Linked DNA regions of Mus musculus: regions 1, 2 and 3 are each linked to region 4. A link is a contact called in public ChIA-PET data. All regions are on one chromosome and are shown on one strand. The core of a region is the stretch at or near the end of the contact, and the rest is flanking DNA. Distances in the headings are between cores, read along the strand shown. Region 1 holds the start of Gdpd1 (glycerophosphodiester phosphodiesterase domain containing 1). Region 2 overlaps Vmp1 (vacuole membrane protein 1). Region 3 holds the start of Ypel2 (yippee like 2). Region 4 overlaps Gm33742 (a long non-coding RNA gene).

Region 1 (2,870 bases), core at 108-2,607, 250 kb after region 4:
AGTGGGTAAGAGCACCCGACTGCTCTTCCGAAGGTCCAGAGTTCAAATCCCAGCAACCACATGGTGGCTCACAACCATCTGTAAAGAGATCTGATTCCCTCTTCTGGAGTGTCTGAAGACAGCTACAGTGTACTTACATATAATAAATAAATAAATCTTTAAAAAAAAAATTAAAACTATTACTTATAAAAAAAAAAAAATTGAAATGTCCTGAAGCCACATTATTGAACAGCAGTGAAGAAGCAAAGATGTGGCCTGTTATAGTAAATTAGAAGGCGGAGCGGACTCGCTTCAACCCTTATATACTTGATATTGTATAAAAGCAATATACTTTTGCAAGAGAAACATCTTTAAAAAAATACTGACTGATCATAAGCTAAATATTTTAGTCTTTTAGAAGCCCACCAACCATTGCTGGGGTAATGTTCAAAAATCAAAGTAAAACAACAACCCAGGTGCTAGGTTTTGGAATCCTTAGAACCAGAACTCTCCAAGTTGCTTGTGCCACTTCAGTCCACACTCTGTGACCTTGGAAAATGTCCCTGGTTTGGAGACATTTCTCTCCAGAGCTCAATTACAAACGCGTGGAGCGTGGCATCGCAGACTCCTCAGCTCTCGCTCCAGGTACTCGCAGATCCTCAGCTCTGCCGGAGCCCAAGCTCTTCCCCACGGACTCAGCCACCAGCCTATTCCAAGCAGTCTGTCCGTTCCTACTTCCCCCTGCGGGTGTCTCCTGGATCTGCACCGGCTTTGTGCCAGGCTGCCAAGAAGGGACCTCCCGATCATCCCTCCATCGGCCGAGGAACGCCCCACTTCTGTCTCTCATCCTGCGCTTCTCCTCCTCACAGAAGCCCTGTCACCCTAGCTCCCCAGAGACGCCCACCAGGACTGGGACACGAGACCCCTTTCCTTCCCTCCCCTCCGGACCACTCATCTGAGGAAGCCCTCCAGTTCCAGGAGCCCATTCTTCGTCAGCCTCTCCAGAATCCCCATCCTCTACCTCCTGCTAGGAAGCCTCCCCCATCCCCGCCATCGGGTTCTGGGGACCCCTCTCACCTCCGCGGTGAGAGATGTGCCTACTGAGGAATCGCTGTTTCTTTCTCTGGTGCAGCAACGCTGGGTATTTAAGCAACAAGAACGAGGTGACCAAATATCCCCCCAGAGTAGAGAGAAGGCAAAAAGCCGCGGTGGACGACATCCTCGGTCACCGCCTTCTGGGCCTGAGACCCCGACTGTGCTGTGATGGTAGCAACGGCCGCAGCGCCGGCAGCTGCTCGAGGTCTGCTCGCCCTCAGCCGGTGCCCTCGGCGTAGCGCACTTGTTCGTGCGGACTCAGCACGCAGGCGCAGCCCGACCCCAGCGCCCGAGCAACAAAGGGGCTCAGATACGCAGGCGCGCTACGGCGCGGAGCGTTGGGCGTCTGGCAGCTGTGGTCCCACGCGCAGGTGCTTCGAAGAAGACCCCGAGGCAAGAGGTTGGAAACTTGCCAGTGGTTTTATTTGTTTGGATTTGTTTGGGCAGTCCCTAAGCCGAAAACGCTCTCAAGCCAGGATAGCCTTCGGGGAAAATCTGACGTAACTGGGAAATGTGCATCAAAGGAGGATTCCAGGCCAGGTCCTAGTCCTTTCTGTGGGAAAAGCGAAGAATTGTTACTGATACCTCGAACTCGTAGCCTAGTTGGTTAGATCGTACGGGATTCAAGCCCCAGTACAAAATAAACATGAATAAAGAAACTGACCACTAAGTCCTTTCCTATAAAGACTGGCAACTAACTTTTCCATTTTTCTTTTTCATCTCCTACCTTACAAACTAGAAATACAGTAGGAACCACGTTTTATGGGGGCAGGGTCTTGGTTTTGTGAGATAGGATCTACTTAGCCCAGTCCGGGCTTGAATTCACTATATACCAGAGGATAGAGTCTTCGACTTCAGGTTCTTCTACCTCAGCCTCCAGAGTGTTGGGATGGTAGGCAAGCCCAGCTGTGGATCGTATTTTATGCAAAGTAATTAGCCACAAAGGCTGTGGCTGTGGCTCAGTTGTAAAGCACTTTCCAAGCACATTCAAGGTTTGGATTTGTTTATTGAGACAGGGTGTCTCACTGTGTTGACTGTGTGCTGGCCTCTTGATTCACAGAGACCAGTTTGCCTCTGCCTTCTAAGTATTGGGATTCTTTTCTTTCCCTTTTCTCCTCTCTCCCTTCCTCTCTCCGTTCTCTCTCCCTCCCTTCCTGTCTCCTCCCCCCCGGCCCCCCCCCCCCTTAGAGACTGGGTCTCACTATGTACCGAGGCTGATCTGGAACTCGCTATGACAATAGGGCTAGAGATCCACTTGCGTCTGCCTTCCCTTAAGGCCAGGGGTTTGAGTCCCAGGACAATTGCAACAACAGGCAGACTCACAGTATTGAGCTCCGGCTGGCTTCAAACTCCTAAGGGTGAAGCAGTCTTTTGGTTTCATCCAGCTCATTAGCTGGAACTGCAGGCAAGGGTTGCTGCACCCGATCCTATCTCGTTTATTTATTTTTTATGCATTTACTTATTTCCTGTGTAGTGTATGTGTGTGCACGTGTAAAGGCAGAGGACAACCTAAGGAGACCTAAGGTGGCAGCTCCTTTTCCCACTAAGCCATCTTGCTGGGTCAAGTGGCAGCTTTTGGAAAGGTGGTAAACACTCTATTTCACAAACATTGGGACTAAAATATCTAATCCTGTCAGGACACTATTTTAAATGTATCTGGGAAAATAGGATCAATTACAATACACTACATTGGGTCTCAACTTATTTTGCACTTATCTAATTGATAGCATAATCACAATTGGTGATTGTCATATGCTGGGGAAAGTTACTATAGATTGGTGAGATTTAGCAAATTA
Region 2 (3,170 bases), core at 418-2,917, 180 kb before region 4:
AAGGGTTGTCTGCATGACTGCAACCTTTCTTTCTTCCTTGTTTAAAGTCTGACTTTTGGGAGACTTTAGAAGCCACACAGGAATTCTACTCCCCCGAAGTTAAAAACAGTTGCTTTTCTCACCAGTCAGAAAACAACTTACTTAAGGTTCTGACCTACAGAAAGGACTGCTAGATGGGTGGAATATAGAACTACTCACTGCAAATAGACACCAAAAAGCTGACCTATTCCTTTATTTCTTCTTTTTTTAAAATTTCTTTTTAAAAATTCTATTTATAAGGATATTTTGTTCACATTGGATGTCTGTGCCCAAAGAAGCCAGGAAGTTCCTGGGAATTAACTGATTTACAGGTAGTTGTGGCCCAGATGCAATGTGGGCACTGGTCCTTTGGAAGAGCAGCCACTCCTTTTAACCACTGAGCCATCTTCTCCAGCCCCCCAGACCTGTTCTTTAGATTCTCTTTGTCAAGTCACAAGCTAGCACTTCCCTGCTCTTCTCTATAGAAAGCAGCATGGTTTGTCTAAACCCAAAGGCCTGGGCATTAGTTAATGTGAGTGGCAGGTCTTTAAATCTGTTAGACTTAAACAAAGTATAATTAGAATTCTGCCTTATCTTCCTAATGTAACAAAGTGTTTAAAAATAAAACAATGGCTGTGGCACCTAGGGCAAGAATATATTATTATATGTTAAAAGTACACATCTGCTGGCCAAAACAAAAGTAAACTCTAACATTAATTAGCCCATGAACCTTCTGGAAGCAAGTGAATTCTACCAGATTAGTATTCTTAATATAAAGAAATACTTGGGGCTGGAGAGATGGCTCAGTAGTTAAGAGCACTGACTGCTCTTCCAGAGGTTCTGAGTTCAAATCCCAGCAACCACATGGTGGCTCACAACCATCTATAATGAAATCAGATGCCCTCTTCTGGTGTGTCTGAAGGCAGCTACAGTGTACTCACATATAATAAATTAATAAATCTAAAAAAAAAAAAAAGAAGAAGAAATACTTTGTTTCTCCTTTAAAATCAGTAAAATTGGTTTTAAAGATTTACAAATAACTGTGTATCACTTTCAGTACAGTATGATGTTTTAGTATACATTATACACTATACAATGTAAACTATATACATCAATAAGCTAACAATTTTTAGGTGACCCATCACCTCAAATGTTTATCAGTAAGCCTGAGAGGGCAGGCCTGGTAGCACACCCTTTACTCTCAACATTCAGCTGGCCAAGGCGGGGAATCACTCACTGTGAGTTTGAGATCAACCTGGTCAAGCTGCTATAGTGAGCTCCAGGCCAGCCAATGCCAAAGAGTGAGACCCCCACAAAACAAAGAAAACACTAACAAACCCTAACTGACCTTCCTCTTTCTTTTCTGAGGTTGGGCTTGAAGCCGGGCCGTTGAGCATGCTAGGGAAGTGCTCTGCCACTGACCTCCATCTTCTAAGCAAATTTTGATCATGAGTTGACCTAAGTATTCCGAACAAATGGACTACATATTTAGGTAGAGAGCTATGCAAGTTGTTTAACATAGTCTTTGAAGCTTTCTTTTAAGCACACAATTATAAATAGTGACTTAAGGGCAGGAAGCTATCCAGTCTGTATAAACCCCTATGTCCTGGAGACCTTGGTTTCTGCTTTTGATGTGGTGACGCTCATGAGTTAATAGATGAGTCACTCCTTGGGGAGAGAGAGGGAGAGGAGCTACCATTCCCTCCCTCATCAACCAAAGGCCAACAGGCATTTTTTTTTTTCCTAAAAAGAGGCTGCTAATCTTCCAGGATGAGCTCTGACTCAAAGTGATCATGCCACAGTCACCGTGCCTACAGAAGTCAGTATCAGTGACACCACAACCCAATTTGGGGTAATTTCTTCCTTCTTTGTACTCAAAGATTCACAGATGAGCACTGACGCAATCATCAGAGTTAGAAAAAGTAGCGAAGAGGAAGCTGGCAGGTTAGCTCTGAGACAATCACCACCATCATGGCATTAACAGCACAGTTACGGAAACTATTTCTCCGCTTCACTTTACCACATCTCAGTGATAGTTCCCAAATATTTACTTCCAGCAATAAGGAATCAAGAGCCAAAAGGGCCCAGAAATATCTGTACCTAAGGAAACACAGCTTAGAGCAGCACAGACAACTATCAGGCACTACCCACAGCAATGTTTAAACACGAGAAGACAATCAACATGCCAGATTTTAAAAAGGTACAATTTCTGCTCCACTTTAAAATAAAATAATCCAAACTTAAGAGTAAAACAGGCATCTGGGCAGCAAATATTATACATATTTGTTGTGTTTAACTTATAACAAAGGTAAGGTATTTTGTTGAAACGATCATATTAAGAAAATGTCTCTTAAGGAGGAATTTTCAAAGGACAACACAATTTGGTTACAATTTCTAATAAAGCTTGGTCAATTTTATACTATAATCCAATAGTTCCAAATCCTACCTTCACATTGCTTTTAGAAGGGAGAATGCTAATGCTCCAGGCATTTTTCTACTTTGATCCCAAGTGTGAAAAAAGAAATCCTAGTGAATTAGGCTAAAAATAACATTTGTCTGTAAGGGTAGGTATCCCAAAGGCCCAGTGTAGAAACTGAGCTTTGAAAAATCTCTCTGCAGGAAAATGCTCCCCCTAGTGTCAAAAACTGTCTATACACCACACAATGGAAGCCTGCCAATGCAATTATAGCTTTTGCTGCTGTTGTGATCGGGGCTCATGAAACCCAGGTTAATCAACTTTAGAACTTATGTAGGTGAGGGTAGCCTTCAACTCCGTATTTTACCTTTAACGTGCTGAGATTATAGGTGTGGGTCACCACACTCAGCTTTCTTATTTAGATGTAAGACTTTAAACCTTAATTTTGCTCACTCCTCCCCCATACTCTGAGAATGGGTTTCTCTGAGTAGCCCTGGCTGTTCTGGAACTCACTCTCTAGACCAGGCCGGCTTCAAACTCAGAGATTCACCTACTTCTGCCTCTAGAGTGCTGGGATTAAAGGCATGTGCTACCATCACCCAGCAGGCATTTTCTCTTTTTTATTTTATTTTTGAGATTCACTAAGCAGCCAAGGCTGGTGAGAATAGCTAAGGGTGGACTGTGGATGTAGTCAGTAGTAGAAAATTTGGCAAGCATGTTCGAGGCTGTTAGTTTA
Region 3 (3,219 bases), core at 396-2,895, 170 kb after region 4:
CCCGCTCTATCGCATCCGACCCTGTCGTGGAATCCGGGACAAATCACAGTGCCTAAGGTAAGATTCCCCAGCTCTTCTCAGGCCGGGCTTGTAAAGAACCCAGTCACTCATCACAGCTCAGTACAAAACCGGGGGTGGGAGCAGTCATAGTTAAGTATGAACCAGTCACAATGAGATATGTGTATGAAAATGTTCTAATAAAGCCATTATTTTTGACAAATTACAGAATTTACAAAATGATGTAAAGAGAGTGAAACTTCCTCAAAGATAAGAATATCAAATGCTAAGAAAGCTGATGGACTGAACTCAGGTAAAACCTACAGCAGTGTGTGCCAAAAGGAAAAGCAACCCAATCTTACTGACCAGATCCTGTAAACCCCCAAACCAGGCAGACTACTGCAGAGCCTCAAGCATGAGGTTTACTGTAATTCCTTTGTGCCTCTAATGTTCTGTAAATGGGGTTCAGAAAAGTAATCCCTAGGCTTGTTGTTCAGTGCTCTGGACAGGGAGCCCATCTTGCGAGAACGAAGACAAGCATGAGGAACAAAAGACTAATAGGACTCCAACTCAGTGGCTCAAAGACCCTCCAACGTGGCAACAACAAATCAACAAGGAAGCCAAAAAGCAGGGCTCCGGCGCATTTGCCATTTCCAGCAGCCGGGCCGTGGAAGGCTAGGCAAACCGGAGGATGCTCGCTCAGCTTTTTAAAAACTGTGGGTAAAAGTGAAGTCAGAGGTGGCAGGCAGTTCTTTGCACGAGGGGTCCAAAGCAACAGTGCTTCCCCCTAAGTGCCAGCCAGGAGACGGGTGTAAGGTTCCACTGTTTCGGAAAAAAAAAAAAATCACCCGAAGGGAGTCAGCAACCAGGCAGGTAAACTTGAAGCAGGAAGAGAGGCAGGAGCCAGCTGCGGGAGGGACTCTCCGCAGAGGCCCCCGCAGCGAGTCTGGCAACAGAGTTCGTGCCCACCCCTTGGCAAGGCCGCAGGGGAGGCGCCGGGAAGCGTCCAGGCAGGAACTCGCTGTGGTTCCCTTGGCTTGGGGCTGCCGAAGCGCTCCGGGGACTTTAGAGGGCGACGTGCCCCAGACCCAACTATCTCAATGGAGACATCGACCATACAGCCGGGTGCCGCCGGGTGCCATCCGTGGGGGGTGGGTCACGCCGAACAAGGGAGGCGTTGGCGCTCAGGTCTCTGGGTCCCCATATTTGCCAGGCGGCTCGTCGCCACCCGCCGAGTCCCGAACCCGGAGCGCGCGCCAGTGTTTGTAAACAAACCGGTCACGTGGCTGCAGCAACCCGTTCCCCGCCCCTAGCACCCCGGGAACCTTCGGGGAGCCCCCTCGGGACCGCGACAGCACCGCCCCAGCCGAGCCCGGCTGCACGCAGCCCAGGAGCCCGACCGTCCCCAGGGCGCACAGCCCGAACTGGAGCGGAATGCGCCCCACGCCCACGCGAGCCCAGCTCGAGATCCCTCATACCTGGCGGTAGGCTGCCCGGTCCGGCCAGCGCCGGGCTCTCCGGAGTGCTTGGCGATGAAGGACTGCACGGCTGACTCTAGCGCTCCCTGCGCGCTCTTAAAGCCACAGTCTCCGCCACCGCCGCCGCCACTGCCGCTCCGCATCCCTCCGAATCCGGGCTGGGGGCTTGCCGGGTGACAGACGCGCCCCCGCGCCTATCCCATCGGCTCAGCACATAGCAACACGCCACTGGTTGGCCCTGCACGGCCGCAGCCCATCCGCCAGGAGCCAATCACTGGAGGACGGAACTCCGCCCCTGCTTTCCCTGCCTCCCGCCCCCAACCCCCACCCGCCCCTCGGCCCTGGCGGGGCGCGCGTGCGAGGAGTGTGGCAAGGTCTGGGTCCCGCCAGTCCTGGCAGCTGGCGGGCAGGGCTGGGAGAAGAGGTGATTAGAGTGGGGGAGCTCTCTGAGATAGGAGCCTGTTTGTCTGGCTTTACTGGGATTCCCAGGACCCGGGGTTATGTTGGGAAGTGGGATTTACAGTGCTTTTGTTTTGAGAACCTAGATAGTAATTCCTCGCTCCACTTTTTAAGCCACTCCTGACCCAGAGCCTAAGTTACTAAAAGTGACCCGCAGAGTTCAAGGCAGGTGTATTTAGTAAGATAGTACCAGTCTCGTCATGCCCACCCATGCCCTGCTCAGAAGCGGAGATTCTCTATTTCCTCTGCCCTGCTCGAAATTTCCTAATTAAAACTAGGAAAGGGTTGTCTGGTGTGTTCGAGTCCCTGGGTTGGATCCCCAGTACTGAGAGTGGAAGAGCATAGAGAAAGACTATAGAGAAACTGGGATCCCTATTGCTAATGGTTAGTGAGGTCTATTAGCAACAGAAAATACAATAAGAGTAGTCAAGGTGACCAAAAGGGAGGAACTGGCATTCTGGGTCAGTGGGGTGGTGCTTTTCAAGGAAGAGAGGGTTAAAAAATAAACTCATGACAGTCGGGAAGTCCAGGGAGGCACCAGGTGGGTGGAGTGGGGCAGAGTCTTCCTACCGGAAAACAGGTCAATTTGATAAAAGAATTTCTGCGGGGGGGGGGGCGGGGGAGACACGGCAGACCCACCCTTTTTTCTAAGACACTGGGATTCTGAATGGTGTTGGGGCAAAATACATGTTTTCATTGCTATTTTAGAAGAGAAAAAAACACAAGGTAATTGGACAAGGTGGTTCTCTGCTTTATAGCCCAATTATAACCCAAGGCTTGGGAAGTGTTAGAAGTTTAAGGTCATTCTTGGTTAGATCGGTCCAAGCTAGCCAGGTTACTGAAAAAGAGAAAAAAAAAAAGTTCATGCGGGGTTGGGGTGCTGAAGGAGGCCCAGGAACCTTTGGTCTCCTATCTGGCAGCAGTTTACACACAAACCCAGGCTGGTATTTGGGTAGATCCCCGGGTGACTCAAAAACGTCACCTGTCACTCCACCCAGCTGTTTTTAATACATATGCAATCAACTAAATTGTCTTCAGTGAATGTACATCGCATGGTTAGGGATGAAAAAAAGTCCCAACGTTAGTAAGAACAAAACCACTCATTTTTGCCGGCAGATACCGGTTTCAGTGTAGGGGCACTGTCAATATTTACAATTGACTGCTTTGGGAATTATAAATCCTGGAGTCCAAAAGCCTTCAGCTAACTAACCACAACCTTGAAAAGACTTGAGATTGGATCTTTAAGAAGATATACTAAATTCTTTAGATTATCAAAAGCTTGATT
Region 4 (3,148 bases), core at 167-2,666:
GTGTGTACACCACTTGCATGCCTGGGGTCTACAGAGGTTGGAAGAGGGCGTTGGATCTCCTGGTGCTGGAATTACAGATAGTTGTGAGCTGCCATATTGGTGCTGTGAACCTAACCCAGGTCCTCTAGAAGAGCAGCCAATGCTCTTACTACTGAGCCACTGTTCCAGCCCCCAGTCAAACAAAAGTTTTTGTTTGGTTTTTTTTTTGAGACAGAATCTCAATCTCTCTTTCTCTCTCTCTCTCTCTCTCTCTCTCTTGTAGTTGTCTCTCTTGGAACTCATGATGCAGACCAGGTAGGCCTCAAATTCACAGAGATCTGCTCCTCTCTGCTGGGATTAAAGTCCTGAGCCACCATACCTGGCCTATCAAACAAATTTTAACAATCTTTTGGTGGGTTTTTTTTAAACAGTGTTTTTCTGTGTAGCCCTAGTTGTCATGGAACTCTCTGTAAACCAGGCTGGCCTCAAAACCACAGAGAACTGACTCTGCCTGCCTCTACTTCCTGATTGCTGGGATTAAAGGTCTGGCAACAAAATTATTTTAAAGAGAGGGGCAGAGAGAGAGAAACAGACAGACAGAGACAGACAGAGAGACAGAGAGAGACAGAGAGACAGACAGAGACAGAGAGACAGACAGAGACAGACAGAGACAGACAGAGAGAGAGACAGAGAGAGACCCTGTATACTATGGCTGCATGTATGGAGGTTGTAGGGTCTCTTTTATTTCTGCAGCTATGCTCCAGGCTTGCTGGTTTTTGAACTTCTGGGCAGTTTTCCTTTCTCTGCTTCCCATCTTAGCACGGGAGTACTGGGTTATAGATAGCACCACATCTGGATTTTTATGTGGGTTCCAGAGGTTGAACTCTAGCCATCAGGTTTTTGTATCCGTTGCTTTTCTGGCTGAGCCATCTCCTAGGCTCCTCACCTACTTCTACTCTTATTCTCCCTCTCTCTTTCCCTTCCCCCACCTTTTTCTTGTTTTGAAACAGGGTCTCAGGTAGCCCAGGCTGGCCTAAACATCACTGTGAACTGAAGGGTCACTCTTACCCCTCCCCCCCAAACACACCCCCAACCAGAGCCTGAGATTACAAGCTCATACCACACCACACCTAGTTTCCAACTTCTTTCCTTCGAGTATCTCATTGTGTAGCCCAGGCTGGCCTCGAATTCAAGCTCCTTCTGCCTCAGTCTTCTGAGTCCTGGGGTGACCAGTGTGCCCACTACACACAGTCTCAAAACTCGAGACTGCAGCACCGTGTCTGTGAACTTCTTTTTCTAAGCTTTGTTCGTGACAATGTTTGGAAAGAATTCAAGTATGTGTTTCCAGGGGCAAGTCATCTTAACACACTGTGGGGGTAGGCTGCATCCTGTAACCCGGCAGAGTGAAGTAGGTTTTTATCACCAGGCACTTAAAAGAATGCCACAATAAGAATGCTTAACTGATGTTAACACATCCGGCTTTTGGGCTGTGATGTTCAAAGCCACTCACGTTAGATCCTTTGCAGTGATTTTTACTTTGTCCAGAAGCTTTGAAGGTCCTTTTGTGTCTGGCATTGTGAAGCTCCTAAAACAGGGGACTTTGTTATCTTTATTCCAAATTCTGAGTGCCTTTCCTTCTGGAAATTAGCAGCCTGCAGTCATACTGGGTTTCTTTGTTGTTGTTATTGTTGTTTGTTTGTTTAAATTGTTCCTTTGATTTTTCCTTGGTATTCAAACTTGCTTTCTATTGCAGTGATAAAACACACCAATAGTAATAAATAAATAAATAAATAAATACATTTATATATTGTGTGTATGTTTATCTGCACCTACTATACGTTAAAGTCTTCTTAAAGGTGTATACAAATTTATTTTGAAGCTGTTCAAGAAGTTTCTTACTCTATTTTAATTTCCCTACTGTCTAAGTTAGGGTTTTACTGCTGTGAACAGATGCCATGACCAAGGCAACTCTTATACTGACAACATTTAATTGGGTCCAGCTTACAGGTTCAGAGGTTTAGTCCATTATCACCAAGGCAAGAGCATGGCAGCATCCAGGCAGGCATGGTGCAGGAGGAGCTGAGGGTTCTACATCTTCATTTGAAGGCTGCTAGCAGAATACTGGCTTTCAGGCAGCTAGGATGAGGGTCTTAAAGCCTACACCCAGAGTGACATACCTACTCCAACAAGGCCACACCTACTTCAACAGGGTCATACCTTCTAATAGTGCCACTCCCTGGGCCTAGCATATACAAACCATCACACCTACTATGATTAAATTGTGTCTGCCAAATTCCATATGTGAAAAAGTTATTTGAAAATGATAGCTGAGAGACAGAACTGTTGGCAGGTGGCTCTCTCTCTCTCTCTCTCTCTCTCTCTCTCTCTCTCTCTCTCTCCCCCCCCCTCTTTGTTGATTTTCAAGACAGGGTTTCTCTCTGTGTAGTCCTGGATGTCCTGGAACTCACTCTGTAGACCAGGCTGGCCTCAAAAATCAGAGATCCACCTGCCTCTGCCTCCAGAGTGCATGTACAGATGCTAAAAGTTCTTACCTAGTGTACACACAGCTTCAGGTTTGTCCCCAGCACCACATAAGCTGGGCGTGGTGACATAGACCTGTGACAACAGCACTCAGGAGATGGAGACCAGAGGATCAGAAGTTCAAGGCTATCCTTGGCTTCTTATTGAGTTTGAGGTTAGCCTGGGATACATTAGGCCTTGTTGGTTTGTTCGTTCGTTCATTCGTTCATTCGTTTGTTTTTTATTTAAATAGGAAACTAGGCACAAGTGTGATTCCAGCTCTTTTATTTTTTATTTTTTTTCTTCAAAGATTTATTTATTTATTTATTATATGTAAGTACACTGTAGCTGTCCTCAGATACTCCAGAAGAGGGCATCAGATTTCGTTATGGATGGTTGTGAGCCACCATGTGGTTGCTGGGATTTGAACTCGGGACCTTTAGAAGAGCATTTGGCACTCTTAACCACTGAGCCATCTCGCCAGCCCGTGATTCCAGCTCTTGTGAGACCGAGACAGAAATATCATGAGTTCAAGGCCATTCTCAGCTACATAGTGAGTTTTGAGGCCAGCTGGGCAACATGTGACTGTTTAAAACAACAACAACAAAAATTCTAGAGCATGAGGTAGCAACCCTGTGTTCTAGATAAT

The links. ChIA-PET counts read pairs in DNA pulled down with a chosen protein or histone mark.
Region 1: an RNA polymerase II ChIA-PET map of memory CD8 T cells shows a contact between it and region 4, with 9 read pairs. The contact joins the promoter of Gdpd1 here to the enhancer-like site in region 4. A contact is called at or near these places in 4 of 39 promoter capture datasets (the C10 cell line, hematopoietic stem and progenitor cells, hippocampal neurons and 1 more), 1 of 484 Hi-C or Micro-C datasets (embryonic stem cells), 5 of 115 datasets of contacts at active chromatin or transcription factors (bone marrow-derived macrophages, embryonic limb bud, memory CD8 T cells and 1 more) and 3 of 9 other capture datasets (embryonic stem cells, liver and macrophages).
Region 2: an RNA polymerase II ChIA-PET map of memory CD8 T cells shows a contact between it and region 4, with 51 read pairs. The contact joins two enhancer-like sites. A contact is called at or near these places in 3 of 484 Hi-C or Micro-C datasets (the Ba/F3 cell line, the G1E-ER4 cell line and embryonic fibroblasts) and 5 of 115 datasets of contacts at active chromatin or transcription factors (the HPC-7 cell line, bone marrow-derived macrophages, a colorectal cancer cell line and 2 more).
Region 3: a contact with region 4 is called in an RNA polymerase II ChIA-PET map of memory CD8 T cells, with 111 read pairs. The contact joins the promoter of Ypel2 here to the enhancer-like site in region 4. A contact is called at or near these places in 11 of 39 promoter capture datasets (the C10 cell line, the HPC-7 cell line, HPC-7-derived erythroid cells and 8 more), 4 of 15 datasets of contacts at CTCF or cohesin (the NIH/3T3 cell line, large pre-B cells and pro-B cells), 34 of 484 Hi-C or Micro-C datasets (B cells, the Ba/F3 cell line, CD4 T cells and 24 more), 24 of 115 datasets of contacts at active chromatin or transcription factors (DN3 thymocytes, Th17 cells, VIP interneurons and 20 more) and 4 of 9 other capture datasets (adipose tissue, liver, macrophages and 1 more).

The regions. Positions count from the first base shown.
Region 1 is chr11:87,072,780-87,075,649 of GRCm38.p6, forward strand. Gdpd1 (glycerophosphodiester phosphodiesterase domain containing 1) reads right to left here and starts at 1,358. Exons shown (of 10, transcript NM_025638.2): 1 at 1,057-1,358. The coding sequence starts at 1,198.
Region 2 is chr11:86,650,989-86,654,158 of GRCm38.p6, forward strand. All of the region lies in intron 5 of Vmp1 (vacuole membrane protein 1), which reads right to left. Among named protein-coding and RNA genes, the nearest start is that of Vmp1, 31 kb to the right of the region's middle. Within about 2 kb of position 1,668, at least 136 of the 459 cell types and tissues checked have an H3K27ac peak or open chromatin away from gene starts, as enhancers often do. A contact at or near this core is called in bone marrow-derived macrophages and memory CD8 T cells, where this site is marked.
Region 3 is chr11:86,992,117-86,995,335 of GRCm38.p6, forward strand. Ypel2 (yippee like 2) reads right to left here and starts at 1,646. Exons shown (of 5, transcript NM_001005341.3): 1 at 1,476-1,646. It overlaps Gm51915 (a long non-coding RNA gene), which reads left to right. Exons shown (of 3, transcript XR_003949754.1): 2 at 1-57; 3 at 227-2,221.
Region 4 is chr11:86,827,220-86,830,367 of GRCm38.p6, forward strand. All of the region lies in intron 4 of Gm33742 (a long non-coding RNA gene), which reads right to left. Among named protein-coding and RNA genes, the nearest start is that of Dhx40, 21 kb to the left of the region's middle. Within about 2 kb of position 1,417, at least 76 of the 459 cell types and tissues checked have an H3K27ac peak or open chromatin away from gene starts, as enhancers often do. A contact at or near this core is called in CD8 T cells, DN3 thymocytes, the NIH/3T3 cell line and 12 more, where this site is marked.